Linked DNA regions of Mus musculus: region 1 is linked to region 2. A link is a contact called in public Hi-C data. All regions are on one chromosome and are shown on one strand. The core of a region is the stretch at or near the end of the contact, and the rest is flanking DNA. Distances in the headings are between cores, read along the strand shown. Region 1 overlaps Ptprz1 (protein tyrosine phosphatase, receptor type Z, polypeptide 1). Region 2 holds the start of Ptprz1 (protein tyrosine phosphatase, receptor type Z, polypeptide 1).

Region 1 (5,916 bases), core at 2,506-5,005, 100 kb after region 2:
GCAAGACATCCCTCCACTCAGAGACCATCTCTTATCCCTACTATGTGTGAATTTGTCCCAAGCACAGGACTACTCTCTGGTGACATCATAACCAGAAGATCAAGATAAATAATGCTTATCTGGATTCTGTTCAATATGCCAAGTATATGTTTCCCAGTAACAACCAGACTATTGCAATTGTTTGGGTGCATGGCTCTCCAACTGCCCTCTAAGCCCATGACAAAACTATGTATTTTATGTCTTTATATGCATTTCTGAGCTAAACCAAATCACTGAATATTCACTGTATGTCTGAAGGAATCATCTTCCTTATAATAAAAGCTTGATGATGCTTAATAAGTATACTCCACACTGTTCAGTGTATAATCCACATGTAGCTCTGAATTGCCATAGGGCAATATAGTCATAATTATGTTAAAGGCTTAACTTACCATAAGCAATAGTAGCTACCAACTGTTGTGTGGCACTCCCTTACCTTGAACCAAAGTGTATTTACATTTAAGTATATTATACTTAAGCCTCACATCACCCACTTCATGATGCTGGCCAACCTTTTCATGGTTTACAGTTTGGGAAGCTGACACTGAGTGATTTGTCCCCATTTACACAGCTAGAAAGGGATGACGTCAGCATCTGACCTCAGGTGTCTCTGACTTTAAAGCCTGCCATTTCTCTTTCCACTTTGCCTAATACTTTGAAAGGAATATAATTTTGTAATAAAATCAATGACCTTAAAAAGCAAGGTCAGACAGAAACACTAACTGAGGTCTCCGTGGTCCTTGGAGTTCTGAGTTACAATAAGTCAGTGAAGAGGTTACCGCAAAAGGCAAGCAGGTCTCACATGGAACATACGGGCGTCACTCTTACTCCTGTCAGCTGATCGTGGATGTTGTCACACTATCCCACAGCTCTGCTGCAGCATTGTTATGGCTGTAGGAGTAATATGTGATGCATGTTTGTCGTTTTGTTTGAACATAATTAAAATAGCAGAACTAACTAGGAAAGGGTGCTATTGTAAATAGATTTATTCATTTAAATTGGAGGAATCTTCTGTTTCCTGTCTTACTCAACATGCTGCTTCTCCATCCTTACAAATGGACCTTTCTACTGAAGCATCCTGGTCCTTTACCTTCAGTCAGGCTGTTTTTCATTGGCTCGCTTCAGAGCTAATGCACCTGCCTCGCTTTCTTGGTAGATTTTCACCTTTCACGGCTCACTGACATGGAAGTTACTGTCCTGTAGGTGAAGCCTTCTTCTCTTTTGGTAAGTGAGGAAAAAAGAGAGAATTAAAGAATAGGTTGAGGTTCACTGGTTCCTTAGCTTTTGGGGTGGCAAGGAACATGTGTTAATTGGCAGCAGGCACAGCAGGGTTGAGTAGATTTAGATTTCCAGACAAGGCAAAGCCAGGTTTTCTTCATTTAATATACTTGGGAAAATTTTTATGTGCTCAAAGTCTTCAAAAGAATGCATAACATACAGTCCAGAATCATGATAAAAGACAGTTTCAAAAAAAAGATTTTAATTTTAAAAACAGTATCTGTGTCATACTAAAGTTAAGAAGTCATTTCCTCGGTGTCTGAGAAGAAGACACAGAGAATCTGTTCACTCCCTCACTTGAACTATGTCACTGTGCAGTTACAACGATTATTATATTTGACAACAGTGTATACTTAGCATGATTATATAGGAATCTTACAGATTCCCATTGTATAATATTTTACTTTTGCTGAACTTGTAAAAGAAAAGGTGAGCTGCGTGCTATCTGCAGCTGAGAAGGGAGACTTGGGAATCTTTAGAATGGGAGCATTTATTTATGTTCTGGGACAATTTTTTTTCTACCACAGTGGTTTGCATTTCAGCAAGCATTTATTATTATTTCATTTGCTGAGCACATCCCTCTGACAGTTCTCTTGGTAATGAATAGACCATCGCCCTTCTTTTTGAAGCTGAATTAGTCAACAATTGAGGGTAGAATCCAGGTTTTGATTGTTATCAAATTTAATCTGAAAATAAGGCATTTTGTGTGTGCTATTGTTAAAGTAGAAAATCTGAGTAGGCTCACAAAAGACACTAAAAAATTTTTAAGTGTTATGATTCAAAATTGTCCACTGAAAACTCAATGTGCTTTTAGACTTTTCACTCCAATTAAAGACATATTTCATCTTGCAATGGTAAGTATGTTACATAGTAATATTAAATGAATCTCTAAGAAAGTATTTTAACTGTCACATAGTATTCCACTATTTTGTGAAAATTTATAAAATATTTTTCTCACCCTTGAACATTCAGGGTATATTTTCACTTTCTACCTTCATAAATATCTAACATTGTCATTTTGGTTACAGCAGAAGTAAAAAGTATGATAAAAATTGTCAGACCCTTGCTCTTAATAAATACATTGTAGATACATGTATTTTCACCATACATACCAAATCATGGCACAAAGCATGTGACTCCCTGTTTCCAAGTGCACTCTGAGATGAAAGCCAAGACCATATTCATCTTTACACTTACAGCAGCCTTTGAGAATTCCCTTCATCAGAACGTCACTGCTCTGCATTTCTGCTTTGATGTAAGGAAGCCATTCCTTAGAAAGGCACGTCATCTAGGCATCATAAAGTGGACATGGTAGATTCTAAGAATCCTTGGATTTAGTAGAGCCATCTGATTGGGAAGGCTTTAGTAGAGGCTGCCTTCTAAACAATAAGTACTACAGACAACAATTCAAACCTGTATAGAGTAGAAGTTCACATTTATTCCCAGCCCCTCAAGTACCATATGCTTTCTTGTTCTTTTTTTTTATTTTTTTAACAATTTTTATTAGATATTTTCTTCATTTACATTTCAAATGCTATCCCAAAAGTCCCCTATACCCTCCTCCCACCATGCTCCCCAACCTACCCACTCCCACTTCCTGGCCCTGGCATCACCCTGTACTGGGGCATATAATCTTTGCAAGACCAAGGGCCACTCCTCTCATTGATGGCCGAGTAGGCCAACTTCTGCTACATATGCAACTAGAGACATGAGTTCAGGGGGGTAATGGTTAGTTCATATTGTTGTTCCTCCTATAGGGTTACAGACCCCTTCAGCTCCTTAGGTACCTACTTTCTCTAGCTCCTCCACTGGGGGGCCCTGTGCTCCATCCAATAGCTGACTGTGAGCATCCACTTCTGTATTTGCCAGGCACTTGCATAGCCTCACAAGAGACAGCTATATCAGGGTCATGTCAGCAAAATCTTGCTGGCATATGCAATAGTGTCTGTGTTTGGTGGCTGATTATGGTATGGATCCCCAGGTTGGGCAATCTCTGGATGGTCCTTCCTTTCATCTCAGCTCCAAACTTTGTAACTTCTTCCATGGGTAATTTGTTCCCCATTCTAAGAAGGATCAAAGTATCCACACTTTGGTCTTCCTTCTTCTTGAGCTTCATGTGTTTTGCAAATTGTATCTTGGGTATTCTAAGTTTCCGGGCTAATATCCACTTATCAGTGAGTGCACTCTCTCATTGAAGAGCAGGGTTCATTGAGAGCATGGAGAAAACACAATCTGAGCTTCAGACACCAGAGAGCATTTACTTCCAAACTCAGCACCAGTACTTTATTATATGAAAATCATAGAATTATTGATGTTATAAACCACCATATCTTCATCTATAAAATGAGAATTACATTTGGTCTGTAATGAGACTCTCATGAGACTCAAACTGAGCTAAAATTTGCAATGTACTACCACGCCTTAGATGAGTGAGCTGCACACTCAGTGACTGATGTCATTGTCACGTGTCACATGCATGAAGAAACAAGAAATCATGGTGAAGAAATAGAACTCTGTAAAATTTGCATGATGAGCATTTAATATAATTTGTTATAGAGTTATGGAATGTACTCCAAGTGTTAGCTAGCACTGTAATAAATGTAATATAAAAATTTTAAAGCAGTAGAATATAGTGTGCTTTTCAAGATAGTGAGCATGTTGGGAGTATCTTTGGAGCATAATGTATCTGAACCACGTAGCATAAGGCAGTGAACTACAAGATATTTTCTACCATTTCCTTGGAAATGCCATTATTAATTTTACATTAGCAAGCCTACTTTCTGGGAAGTCGGTAGTTGTAAATAGTGTTTGTTAGCATCACACCTAGATAGCGCTAGCTCTAATTATAATCAGGAAAGAAAAAAAAGATCATTTACTTCTTAGACAATCGTGCACTACAAAATTAAACTGCTGATAATGTTGTTCTCAATCCCTAGAGAAGAGCATGACCGTATATGTACATGCACAGTCAGCAAATGATGGAATGACACTCCCCTAGGCACACCTACCCAGCACTTTCTTACCTTTCCACATTTTTAGCCCTAGTTAATGCAACTCAGAATATGTTCCCTCCCTCCTGGCAAGCTTTATGTATTTCAGGACACACCCCAGAACAAGGAAGGCCAAAGGGAACACAAACCTGGCTGTGCATTCTACATCAACTTGGTTAACAGAGAGATTTGTGATGACCGAAAATTCACTTGTCTTTCTCCTCCATGTCTTTTCTGCCATCTTTTCGTTCCCTGCCTTTTCCTTTTGTCTTCAGATACTCAGAATGTTGATTGGTAATTTTGTCTTTTTTTTTCTTGATGTAGTACATGTTCTTCCACACAATGTAATAACTAATTAACCACCAACCTTTATGAAAGCTAAACATGACACTCTACAACTTTAAGTGGATACACGTGGCTTTTGATGAGTCCCATATGGTCCAAGTAACAGTTGTTTATTTGATTCTGGTTTATTGTCTATTTCTCTATGAACGAAGTCTAGAATTTACTAACTGAAGACACATGAAGCTTTCTGAATGTCCATCTTAGAAATTGACGACAGGGATGAGTTTCCAAGGAGCAGGAACAACAGCGGCACCTACATACCAGTAGTAACCAGAACCAACTTGAGTGGAGGGTTGGAACTGGTTTTAATCTAGAACAGATATGGGTCCCTGATAAAGCTGATCTGGCAGGTCGGATTCTTTGCCTATGAATGATACTTAAGCACTTTCTAGAACTCTATATGTTCTTCGGGAACCAGGTCCCCCGTTTCAGGCATTGTTGCTGAAAGAATGTGTAGCTGTGATCCAGTTTGAGCATAACTTGTGTAAATGAAATGAAAGGCACCATTTGCTTCCAGTAAAGTTGATGAGACCTATACAAGGAAATTATAATTCTGTTACTGTTTAAATTTGTGTTAGCATGTATTTAATATCTAAATACATAGTGATCCAAAAAGGAATTCTAGATTTTCAGACCAGATAATTGGCTGATTAGAGTTTATATATTTCTAATAAAAAATAATTACCCAAATTCTGGAGAAATTATTCAGTGGTTACAAGAACCCACTGCTAAGACTGCCTAATAGGCTTACAGAGGCCCTGGGTTCAGTTCCTAGCACCAATGCAGGTCTGCTCATAGCCACCTATAATTCCAGCTAGAGAGCGTCCACACTCTTTTCTAGACTGCGCCATTGCCTTCATGCAGTGTGTACGACTCCACACAGAGGCTCATGCACTGGATAGTCATGTAAACTAAAATAAAAATAATAGGTTAGCTAGGGGTTTATATTACTAAATTATTGCTTATCAATTAATAAAATGGATATTTTTAATGTTCTTATTATACTAAAGCTCAATATATATGTGTTTCACAACACATAGAATTGAGTTCACAAGCCAAGGGGAAACTTTCCATGGAAGGGAAGCATTTTTATTTTTAAAAAGCCTTATGGAAGCATATTACTATAGAAACCTCCTAAAATAGATACATATTTTAAATGAGTTTAAATTAAGAAACCATATTATAAGGGAGTGATAATACTCCAATTAAACATTGTATGCTACCAAGAAAAAGACCCAAGAATTAAGAATGAATTTAATCATTT
Region 2 (6,073 bases), core at 1,704-4,203:
ATCTGGTAAGACCAGATGACAGGATCCCTTCTCTGGTTTCAACATTCAATGGTAAATTATACATCTGAGACTGATGGTGATGATGCTTCTAGGGCTTTGGATTATCCAGCATCCTCTGGGAGTGTATATAAATGATAATCAAATGAATCTAATGTACAAGGCTTTACACAAATTTATTCTGTCGGTTTCTGATCAAATGTATGTTTACACATACCTATTACATATAGGCATATAGCCATATACCAACAGATATCCAGACTCCAAATGAGGCATGTAGTATGTTTCTGAGACAGAATACCTTTATGTGGCCCTAGCTGTCCTGGAACTCATTACGTACATCAGGCTGACCTCCAACACTCAGAGATTAGTCTATCTTTGCCTATGTGCCACGAGGTCAGACCTGATGCTATGTAATTGTATGGCCTCACAATTAACTCACAACAGCTAACATACATTGATCAGATGATACTTCTCAGAACTTGTGAAAATGAGACAGTAGGTTCCTGATGCTCCTTTGAGGTCTTCTATTCTCCAGCTTAGCTGCTTCGATGGCCTACTTTTCAAGGACTTCAAGCTTTCTCTCACTAATCTCTCCACGGAACTATCAGAGCCACATCAGTTTTTCTCCACCTCAACCTCTCATTGCTGCCACTCTAAAGAATTAGTTAACACTCAGTTTCCCCTAAAACCCCCAGAACAGAATGATCTCTCCTCATGGTGGCTTTTGTGCCTTCAAGAATATTGGCAATATTCCTAACCACAGAATGAAATTATGGGGATCATAGATTCACCTGTTGGCTCTTCCAGAGAGACTTTAGTTCCTCCTGGGGCTTTGTTTGGTGAATCAAATCTAATACCAACTAATGAAGAGCTAACATAATCATTCTTATTGCTGGACTATTATTCTCCCAGGATGATGGAGAACCCTTGATAACTGAGATGCACTTGATTACATATGTTTTCCCTGTGTAAACTTAGCTTCTATTTTAATTTTACATCTATCTATCTATCTATCTATCTATCTATCTATTCATTTGGGGGTGGTGCATGCCACAGCATTTAAATAGAAGAGACAGGACAACCTATGAAAGACACTTCTCAGTGAGGCTGGTGCCTTTATCCACTGAGCCGTCTTGCAGTAGCCAGCATCTTCTACTAAGCAGTTGAAGTTCCTTCTGTGTTTCCCTAGGAGTTCAAAGTGAGAAGGCTTAGCATTTCCGGTATGAGCTTCTCCACAAGGAAATCAATGCTTGCCACAGTATGAACATTCTTAGTCTGACGGAAATGACAGTGCTTTCAATATAACATGTGACTTCGGTGGCTTTCAGTTTGGTTTCCAGCCTGTTTGATAATCAGATTCTCCAAATGTCCTTTCTGCAAATCTCTAGGAAAACGTCCCTGCCCACTCCAGCTCACATTCAATAAACACTGTTTTTCATTTTTCCCCCTGAACTCTGGATACACTTCCAGTGGATATACACACCTGTTGGTATGTTAGCAAAAATGACCAGAAATTTTCTTGCCTTATGGAAACTCTCAATCTCTATTATAATCCTCGAGGCATTTCTATTTCAAGGAGTGAGAAGAATAGGGTAAGGGTCAACTTCTTATACCGATATGTGTTCCTAAACAAACACTCTAGCTTCAAGACCCGTCCTTTCCTGACGACATGCATTCACCATCCACGAATCGATAGCAAGCTGCATCATTAGCTCTGTCCATTGACCCCAGTGTTCAGAGGCGGTGGGAATTCTGTGAGAACGGGTAGTCACAGCTGAAACAGACTTGGAATTCCAATTTGTATGCATTAAGCATCCTTTGTATTTTATAAAGCTACAGCACTGGCTTTGAGACAATAACAGAACACAAGAGTACATGCTGTACAGATCCCTACATCAAACGGTACCAGGGATAGTTCCGGAACTTGGTTTTCTCTGCCTTTGAATGTGACTCCCAAAAGGCTCTGAATAGAGTCTCTTATCAGTGTAAAATGTAAAATAACTAAACCCCATCGTGTATATGAAAATCTCACAAATATTTAGGTCGATGTATTTAGGCTATTGACTGACATCACCACCAGTTAACTTGTTTCATGTGGACCTCAACATAATTCAACAAACATTTCAGGAATACCTATTCAACTCCCTACCCCGCCCCCCAAGTCAGGAGTTCAGGTTATAGCACTCACGCTCCTACACAGCAAACAAACACCTCCATAGAAACAGGCTCCTAAGGAAAGAACGACATGCTCAGCTCCGAGGAAGCACAGGGTGTGTATTATATTTCTTTTGTGTACCCTTCAATCTAGCAATTAAAAAAAAAAATCTTTCTACAGGAGGACCCTGTGCAAAGAGACACTTGGGGAGTTCCATCCAGCAGGACCAGGGCAGTGTTGACAGTTCCCCACAGCCGCGCAGAGCAGGACAGAATGATTGGGGTCTAATGAAGGGTCAGCCAGGACCAAATGGTCACAGTAGTGCTGCAAATGATTGGACTTAACTACCCTAATGGTAATGGGAGCTGGAACTACTTTACTCACTAAGAAAATGGAAAGGGGGGCGGGGAGAGCTCAGTTTACCCAGGCCCCCTTCAACCCTTCCGGATAGGACCATCTTGGTAACTGCAGAGACGACAATAAACAAAGAAAAAAGACTTTCCCAGGGGTGAAGTCAAAAGGTCGGCCCCAAGCTGTGCGGGACAATGGGGACCCAGCCTCCTCTTGTGTCTTCCTAGTGGGTGAAGGAGCCTTAATGAAGAGACCTTTTTCACCGCGAAGATTCTAAGCCCCAGCGGGTTCCACCTCCAGCCCTGGGCGGGGGAGGGGCGCGGGGCTGGGACAGGCTGGGCCCCGCCACGCCCCTCTTTCTGCTGCTGCGCGACCCCGGCCCCCGCCTGCGCTCCTGCTCCCCCGCCCCCGCGCACTGCGCGTGCCCAGCCCGGAGCGCGTCCCCGCAATTCCGCGCCGCTGCGCTGCGAGCGCTCAGATCCTGGCCGCTGCAGCCCGCTCAGGCAGGGGACAGCGTCCCGCCTGAAGCCAGGCGCTTGGTCCAGGCTCGGTCCCCGCACCCACGCGCCGCCTAGCCTTGTATTCTCTTCTTCTCTCTTCTCTTCCTCTCTCTCTCTCTCTCTCTCTCTCTCTCTCTCTCTCTCTCTCTCTCTCTATCACTCGTTCACCTAGACCCTGGCCAGTCACCGGCGTCCCCTGCCTCGGTGTCCCCACCCTCTGTACCCTAAGCTGTACCCCTGCGGCTGGCGAGGGGCCGCGGACCGGGCTGGAGATGCGAATCCTGCAGAGCTTCCTCGCGTGCGTTCAGCTCCTGTGCCTGTGTCGCCTGGGTAAGTGATAGGACCTCGGCGGGGCACCCGCGCGGGGCTCAGTCTCTGGGACGCAGCTTGGGTGGGGGATTTCAGAACATTGGGTAGCACCCCAAGAAGAGTTATCCCGAACCTTTCGATGTCACTTGCACCGGCTGCGCCCTCATCCCCTCAACTACCACCTGCTGGGTCCCTCTACTGAGACTCCTTTGGTCAGGACACCTAGACACAGGAGGTCGCCGCCTGTCAGGGTCCCCTCGCATGCGTGCTCTCCATATTGCAAAAAGTGGAAATAGCCTTGTAGACCTACATAAGAGAATGAGTCGGTGACTAGAAATACACTACAGCAGTGGCGAGGGGCTGCGACCTAAACGTTCCTTTCTATGTTGCCACTGTAGTACTGTGGACTTGAACGGAAGGCACACGTGTCTGTCTTGAATTACGCACACGCACCTGAAAGGCACTGAGCTGAACAAGCATCGACCTGACTTTTCTAGTACTTTCAATTTAGTCACGTTCAAGTCCAGGCAGTCACTTACAAAAAAGTTCCAGTCAAATCTCTATGAGCATTCTGCCCCCAGCTTCCAGAGAGAAGAGCTGCAGGTGATGGGCGAACAGGGACACAGCACCTTCGCAGGCGTCCGAACCTTACAAGTGTTAAGTGGATATTACTCTCTGCAGTCAACGGTGTGAATATTTACTGGGAATGAGGGTGCAGACTTAGGTTTCTAAAAAGAAAACAAAAAGTAAAACCTGTCTTTTGTTTTGTTTGTTGTTTTGTTTCCTTATTTTAACTACTAAAAGCCCCTTTCAAATGCCTGTTGGAAGACATTGACCTAAAAATTAGAATGTGTACCTCGATTTGTGAGTATAACTGTTTAGCTCCCATCAGTCCTATAGCCCCACTTTTAAATTTCGTTTATAATAAAGGATATATTAAACATGCACTTCCAATCCGATGGAGAGTGCTCCTCTTAGCACCTTCGCGAACAGAAGTCATTTCTAGTTCTGACTGATGAGACTTGTGTAGGTCACTATGGTGATGACTGCCTGTAATCCACTCTGAGTATTCACCTAACCTCAATCCCCAAGGCTTGGTGAAAGTATTCAGAGCCGTCTTGGCCAATGCCTTGTAGGCAGCCACTCAGCTGACAGATCCCCTGACCTTCCCTGACAGGGCAGGCTTGAAGTTGGTTGTTGAATCCCAAGGACTCTGGTTCTTTAGAAATGTTCTTCCAATCCATACCTGTTGAATTGACATTTCCACATTCCAGCCACAGACATTTTAGCAACAAAGCCAGGTCCTCTTGATACTTAAATTATTGTTTAAGGAGATCTTACAGCATTAGGGAAGCAAATTACAGTATTACTCTGCACTTCAGCAAAACACAAGCCCAAGACTACATTAGGACTGGTTTTAATTGAGGAGAAACATTAGTTGCCACACAATGTATCTGTTTGAAGCACAATGTTCAGTGGTGTTTACTATATTCACAGAGTTGTCTGCTATCACTGACATCTGATCCCAGAGCATGGCATCAGCCCTCCTTGATCACTAACTAAGGTTTCCTGCTCAACCTCTGTGTCTATTGATCGGCCTGCTCTGGACATTTTGTCTGAACAGAATCATGAAACATGCAGCAATTTTTTTTTTTTTTTGGGTCTGGCTTCATTCTCTTAGCAGAATGTTTTCAAGGTGAACTCATGTCTTAGCATGTATCCAACCTCATCACTTTTTATGACTAGCCAGATCCCATTATATGCAAATCACACATTCCCAAAGTTGATTTTTTTGTTGTTGTTGTTGTTTTATTTTCCCATAGTAAGGCATTATTTGTAGCCTGCTTAGGGTTGCATACATTTTAGCTGATTGGACACATGCCTTTGAAGATATATAATGCAAGGGGAAAGAACTGAATGCACTGTTTAAGACTGTTACAAGCTTATACAATAGCATTAAATCTAAGACTGCCTATTAGAAATGAAATATGGGTTCTCTCTCTTTCTCTTTCTCTCTCTCTCTCTCCCTGCCCTACTACTATTACTACTACTACTACTACTACTACTACTACTACTACTACTACTACGAGATGCCTATGTTATCCTTCACCATTTTAAACCAGGCTTTTACATTGCTATAAATAAGTTGTCCTGGGAACACAGGCAAATCACATGGATATATTGCCCTTGGTGTAGCATATTGTAGAAAACTGAGGCATATTATCTATGAATGAAAAATTCAGCCTCCTCTTTAATGCCGCCACCATCTATACATCAGTGTTTATGGATGTATTTATTTCTCATCTTCAGTGCCTTTGGAGCCATCTAGGTACCATGCCACCCATAAAATGTGCTCAACAAAAGGTCTGAGGACAGACTGAGATGTGGTGTAGGTAGCAATTCTGACATAATTAGACCACCAGACGTACCATTATCCAGGAATGTTCAATTCACCAAGGTACTCATTGCTTACAGTGAAGAACCCCTCTGTGATCAGGGTAGTACCACGTTTTGTGTCCTAGGTGTCCCAATGGTTTAAACCAGGCAGACAAACCATTGACTTTCCCATAAGAAGGTAAGACTGTGTGTTATGGAGAAAACCAAGGGGTTTGAAGGACTGTTAACAATCACTTCTTTTCATTCATGAGACCTCAGGATCTAGAAGCAAGCAAGTTGCAGAGCTACTTCAAAGTACACACTCTTGTTAGATAGGTAATGAACCTGATTCTAAACTTCCTAGTCAGGTCTACTGCTGTGG

What was found. A called contact is a pair of places that touch in the nucleus more often than the background predicts.
Region 1: a contact with region 2 is called in a Hi-C map of epidermal suprabasal cells, with 2.0 times the contacts expected there. The contact joins the enhancer-like site here to the promoter of Ptprz1 in region 2. A contact is called at or near these places in 2 of 39 promoter capture datasets (epiblast stem cells and hippocampal neurons), 6 of 484 Hi-C or Micro-C datasets (cortical neurons, epidermal suprabasal cells, neural stem cells and 1 more), 3 of 115 datasets of contacts at active chromatin or transcription factors (embryonic forebrain, embryonic stem cells and neural progenitor cells) and 2 of 9 other capture datasets (adipose tissue and pancreatic islet).

Annotation. Positions count from the first base shown.
Region 1 is chr6:22,974,761-22,980,676 of GRCm38.p6, forward strand. The region is part of intron 8 of Ptprz1 (protein tyrosine phosphatase, receptor type Z, polypeptide 1); the gene reads left to right. Gm30493 (a long non-coding RNA gene) reads right to left here. Exons shown (of 3, transcript XR_377374.4): 3 at 1-5,184. Among named protein-coding and RNA genes, the nearest start is that of Gm30493, 8.0 kb to the right of the region's middle. Within about 2 kb of position 3,756, at least 1 of the 459 cell types and tissues checked has an H3K27ac peak or open chromatin away from gene starts, as enhancers often do. A contact at or near this core is called in epidermal suprabasal cells, where this site is marked.
Region 2 is chr6:22,872,549-22,878,621 of GRCm38.p6, forward strand. Ptprz1 (protein tyrosine phosphatase, receptor type Z, polypeptide 1) reads left to right here and starts at 2,954. Exons shown (of 30, transcript NM_001081306.1): 1 at 2,954-3,336. The coding sequence starts at 3,279.